Regions from separate parts of the Mus musculus genome. Here region 1 is linked to region 2. Evidence: chromatin contacts called from public Hi-C data. All regions are on one chromosome and are shown on one strand. The core of a region is the stretch at or near the end of the contact, and the rest is flanking DNA. Distances in the headings are between cores, read along the strand shown.

Region 1 (2,700 bases), core at 158-2,657, 650 kb before region 2:
AACCAGTTATTGATCAACAAAGTCCTCAGCCTTCCTTTGGATGAAGCTGGGTAACAGGAAAGACACAGAAGTATGCTCTGGCCAAGAGTTCCAATTATAGAGATGTGGGGTGCCAGAAAAAAAGGGGTGCCTGTGCCAAAGTCAATTAGCCTGGCACAGATAATCTAAGTCACCAGTACCGGCCCTGGGACTTCCTGAAGGCTTAGAAATAGAAGTTGGCACAATCTATAGGCCACTAGACCATAGTGCCCTATAGATAATCTTGACAATGGATTCCTTTTGTTGCCATTTGTCTGGCCTCCCACAGACCTGTTCTTCCTGCATCCTGAACTGCAACCGATAACTAAAGAGACACCCCATCATTCAAGAAGGACTCCAAGCTTCCTTGGCAGCCCTGGGCTGGCAGAGGGGTCCTACTTCTCAGCCACTCGGCCTCCCATTTAACTGGTACTCTCAGAGTCAGGATGAGTGCACCCATAGAGGGTTGTGTCTGTGACTTTAGGCCCCATGTCAAGTGCCAAGGGGCAAAGAAGACTCACACAGCAGCTACGGGAAATAAAAGTCTTTAGCGTTCTCAGGGTATTCTCTCTGCTGCAGATCAATGGCTGTCAACGCCTCAGAAGAGAAGCACACCTCAGTCCTGGAATAACTGTCTGAACAGGAGACCCTGTTCTACCATCTGTTCACTATATAAACCTGTTAGTAACATCCATATCATAACATTTCTTCATCTGCAGAGATGATCACAGAACCCTACCTTACAGAATTATGATGAAGATAAAAAAAATCATATCTAAAACTTACAAATAATTTAAATATAGTAAATGCTCCATAGGTGTTAATAATTGCTACTTCTCTAGATGTACGAGAAAATGCACCCACAAAGTATTCTACACACATCACCAGGAAGAGACTTGAATATTTATTACTGCTGTGAAATCAACAAATCCTCCTTGACACTCAATGCAGTGCCTGCATTGACCCAGGACTTAGAGGAAATGGAGAAACAGTATCACTTGACTACACAGGGGAAAACGCCAATGGATTAAGGTGAGAACATCAGCATTCACAACTTTAAGAAGTGTGGTCCAGTGCTTCCCGCACAGGAGGCTGGTTGCTCCAGGAACAGGGCAGGATGCCACAGGATGATCATGAAGCATGATTTTCTTTCTTTTATAAGCTATTTTCAATAGAATTTTAATTTAACATCAGCACAAACATTCTGAAGGGAAGTTCAAATTTGCAGTCATTTTTTTTTTTTTGAAGACAAGCATGAGATGTCAAAAAAATTTTCCACATTGGCTATGAGACAGATAAACAGACACATATTCTGCACCCCCACACTGAGTCATTCCTCGCCACGCAGTGGGGAAGTCTGAGAGACATATTCTGAACAAGAGCAGACATTCAAGCACTCAGAGCCAATGAGCTGGAAAGAGCCTCTGGAAGGATTCCAGGCCTGCAGGTGAAGCCATGACCGTGCCAGGAAAGCTCAAGCCAAGGCCCCTGCTGATATACAGTTCTTTCATTTACAGACCTAAAGCTTTCTGAGCTCTCTACTGCTGGATAAAATTCTGTATTATATAAGACCCGGAGCACCCAGCCACTGCACTGCACCAACTCACTAACCATGTTTGGAGAGTCTGAAAGTTTTGGTTTTCCTGGAACACGTGGTATTTCTTCTCTGAGGAAAGGAGGTCCTCAGGGACCTCATAGTAGTATACACCAATATTCTAAAGCTCAGATGTCCTTCCTAAGGGATAACACACACACACATGCACACATGCATGCGTGCGCCTTAGAATCCCATCTCAGTCGTTTTAAGACAGGGGATACCCACCATGCAGCTCAGCAGCCTTTCCTTCTCCAAATCACACAGCCCCAGCCTTATTCATCAAATTTCCCATCTTTAAATCTTTGTGGAGAGTATCAAAGTTCCAAAGAAAACTGAAAATTGATGCGACTGGAGCAGGATGTCAAGCCACTTGAAGAGGACTAGAACTTAGTTGCTAGCACCCACGTTGAGCACTCACATTCATCTCCAACTCCAGGACATCCAGCCTACTCTTCTGGCCTCCAGGGGCCCCTGCACACAAGGGTAGGTGCAAGCACACACACACACACTCACACATACACTCACACACACACATGTTTGTATGCACATAAATTAAAATAAATCTTTCAAAAAAAGGGAATTGAAACTAAGCTTTAATTTTTTTTCCTCAGTTATTTCTCAGCCATGCACATTTGAGAGGGCGAAAAAAAATCACTCAGTTGTTATAATGTTCCAGATCCTTCATCTTGAATATGAAATCCTTAAAGGGCTGTTATGTGACTGAAATGAAATACCACACGGATAAGTACCTGTTAAGTATGAAGGTGAGTTTGGAATAAATGTTTGCCTTTCATCCAGGTTATTTTATATTCTATAAAGGTGTGACAAGCTAAGCCACATACACACAGGTGATACTTGGTCGGGCATCACAGTGGAGAGCTCTTCGAACTTGAAATTAGATTTGCATTCCAGCACTTCTGGGGATTAGCTGTGAGACAAGTAACTTAACATCCCAGGCAAAGGAGCCTTCTTAAAGGATACTGTATCTTGTTCCAGATACCCTTGTAAGACCGTGGTAGGATAAGTGAGAGAAAGCACTGTTTGAGGTTTAACTAAAAATTTAAAAAACAAATATAAGGTCTAAC
Region 2 (2,700 bases), core at 32-2,531:
GTTAAGTATTTCCAGAAGGTGATGGTGGAGCTTTTAGAGACTACAACTCAGGGTAGAGCAAATCCAAGCCACATTGAGGAATCACCTCACCTGCTAGGCTGCTTGCTACCAAAAAGATAAGAAGTCCCAAATGTTGGTGAGTGAGTTGACCAGAAAAGGAATTCTTATGGTTGCAGCCATATTAGAAAGTAGAAGTAGAACTGTGGTTGAACTTGCAGCAACAGAGTGGACAGTTTTCAGGGTAATAGGAAGATGTTTGTTGTTCTGTGGGTAGATTCAAAGTTTAGTTTTATAGAATATATTTGAGATTTAAGATACAAGCCTAGTAACTATAGGTAATAATTTTACATTATATACTAGAAGAAAATCTGAACAGAACCCAGAAATAGATCTCTGACACAGGACAAGGAAAGTATTATAAATTGGTGTTAGGGTGTTTACTATTGTGATAAAACACCATGACCAGAATCATGGGGAGGAAAGATTTTACGTCATTGTACAGTTTTCAGGTCACATTCCATTACTGAGGGAACCCAAGGTGGAAATCTAGAGACATCCACCGAAGCAGAGGCCGTGGAGAAATGCTGCTTGCCAGCTTGCTGGGCTTAGTTTCTTGACAACTAAGGACTTCCTGCCACATTCCACTCCACCCACATCAATCATCAATCAAGAAAATGGACCACAGATTTGCATACAGTCCGGAAAATACTAATGGATTAGGTGTCAGAATGGTCCATTATCAGAACCAATCTTTGAAACTCTAAGAGACAAACAGCATTCTTTTACTTGCTAGCCATGTGCTTGACTTTCAGTTTTCACTACCTCTAAGTAAATACACAAACTTCTGTTAACCTTACAGGAGAATTAGGTGAGTTTTTTTTTTTTTTTTTGGTTTTTCGAGACAGGGTTTCTCTGTGTAGCCCTGGCTGTCCTGGAACTCACTTTGTAGACCAGGCTTGCCTCAAACTCAGAAATCCACCTGCCTCCGCCTCACGAGTGCTGGGATTAAAGGCGTGTGCCAACAAGCCCCGCTTAGATGAGGATTTTCTTAGTGAAGTGTTTGCATAGTACACAAAGAGCCAGTATTTTAAGATGTAATAAAAAGTCAAGTGTTACTGTGTTGTAACAAAATAGTATCTCCAGAGGTTTAAAGAAAGAAAAATGCAGTCTTTGGAATGATAACAAAATAGAACAAAACAAACATCCGGAAGCTTTCAGTTAGGTTGTGGGCACTAAGATTGCTTGTCTCTTATCTTCTTTGATCATTTGCAGTAATCTCAAAGGACGTGTTCTACATATTGTCTCTTCAGGCCACGTGAAACAATCTTGTGATAATGCTACCTATGATAATGTTCTGGTCAAGAAGAAAATTCGTTGCCAGAAGTTAAAACAAAACAAAACAAAACAGCAAAAGCAAAAGGCTATGGGAGGATGGCAGGTCCTGTTAAGACCAGCTACAACTTGACTTGTCAAGAAAAGTTGTCACTTAACACCACAAACTTGAGGGTTTCTTAGTGCTTATGAAAGAATGACTTTTGAGGAGGCAGTCAATGAAAATATTTGGGTATTTGAGCTAACTGTATACATATAATTATTTTAAATTAGATAAAAACAACAAATTGCTTAATTACATAAAATAGTAAAGATAAATAATGTGTTATAGTTCACCACTTATTAAGTTCATTTATGTTTGTATAAAGGTGAATTTATAAATACTTGGAGTGATAAATATGTCTGAATCTGTTTTATTTATGTCCTATCAGTAAAATTAAGGAAAGTATAATTTTGAAATTAAAGTCTAGATTTATAGTAAATACAATTTTCATTCAGATCTTTGTTACAGTGAGATGGAACTTGTAATAACTTAGGCTTTTCTGTTTGCTTTTTAGTTATTAAGTCGAAAAGACAAAACTACCTTTGAAAAACTAGAATATGTAATGAGTAAAGAAGATAACTACAAAAGACTCAGAGACTATATAAGCAGCTTAAAGATGACTCCTTGCATTCCCTATTTAGGTGAGTGATGTCATTGTGTTCGTTATTCGTAGTTGTTGCTCTTCCTGAACAAGTCATTTTTATGAAATGCAAAGTAATTTTTAAAGTGCATGTGTCAGATTTCTAAGCTGAAAATAATCAGGTAAGGAAGTATTTCCCTTATTGCCTGAAATGGTTTTCATAACAACTTAGCCTTTTGTCTTCAGGTTTTCTGTAGAGTGTAACAATAACTTAGAAGTGTTCCATGTGGTAAATGGTATGTTTTAGCTATTTTAGTAATGCGTTTAAGGACTGAAACAAACAATGACTAGTCGTGAAGCTTAATATATTACCTGAAGACATTGATCCAAGCTGTTTGGTAGTAGACAGTGAATTCTGAGGAGTGATTTCAATTAATTCAATAATTAGTATTGTTGTTTGCCGAAATGAATTGTTTAAGTGTGGAAATTTAGCTTAGTACATGGCAGTTTTGTATTTATTATTTGATCAAGAATTTGTCTTAAGCCGGGCGGTGGTGGCGCACGCCTTTAATCTTAGCACTTGGGAGGCAGAGTGAGGCGGATTTCTGAGTTTGAGGCCAGCCTGGTCTACAGAGTGAGTTCCAGGACAGCTAGGGCTATAAAACAACAACAACAACAAAAAAAGAATTTGTCTTATATAGCTTACAATAAGTTCCAAAAACTACTTAAATGTCGTAATTTTTCA

The links. A called contact is a pair of places that touch in the nucleus more often than the background predicts.
Region 1: a contact with region 2 is called in a Hi-C map of the G1E-ER4 cell line, with 9 times the contacts expected there. The contact joins two enhancer-like sites. A contact is called at or near these places in 2 of 39 promoter capture datasets (liver and trophoblast stem cells), 1 of 484 Hi-C or Micro-C datasets (the G1E-ER4 cell line) and 1 of 9 other capture datasets (macrophages).

The regions. Positions count from the first base shown.
Region 1 is chr1:157,517,063-157,519,762 of GRCm38.p6, reverse strand. It overlaps a transcript of Sec16b not described here. Among named protein-coding and RNA genes, the nearest start is that of Gm15486, 6.7 kb to the right of the region's middle. Within about 2 kb of position 1,407, at least 94 of the 459 cell types and tissues checked have an H3K27ac peak or open chromatin away from gene starts, as enhancers often do. A contact at or near this core is called in the G1E-ER4 cell line, where this site is marked.
Region 2 is chr1:156,868,757-156,871,456 of GRCm38.p6, reverse strand. Ralgps2 (Ral GEF with PH domain and SH3 binding motif 2) reads left to right here. Exons shown (of 19, transcript NM_001159967.1): 8 at 1,890-2,016. Among named protein-coding and RNA genes, the nearest start is that of Angptl1, 31 kb to the right of the region's middle. Within about 2 kb of position 1,281, at least 3 of the 459 cell types and tissues checked have an H3K27ac peak or open chromatin away from gene starts, as enhancers often do. A contact at or near this core is called in the G1E-ER4 cell line, where this site is marked.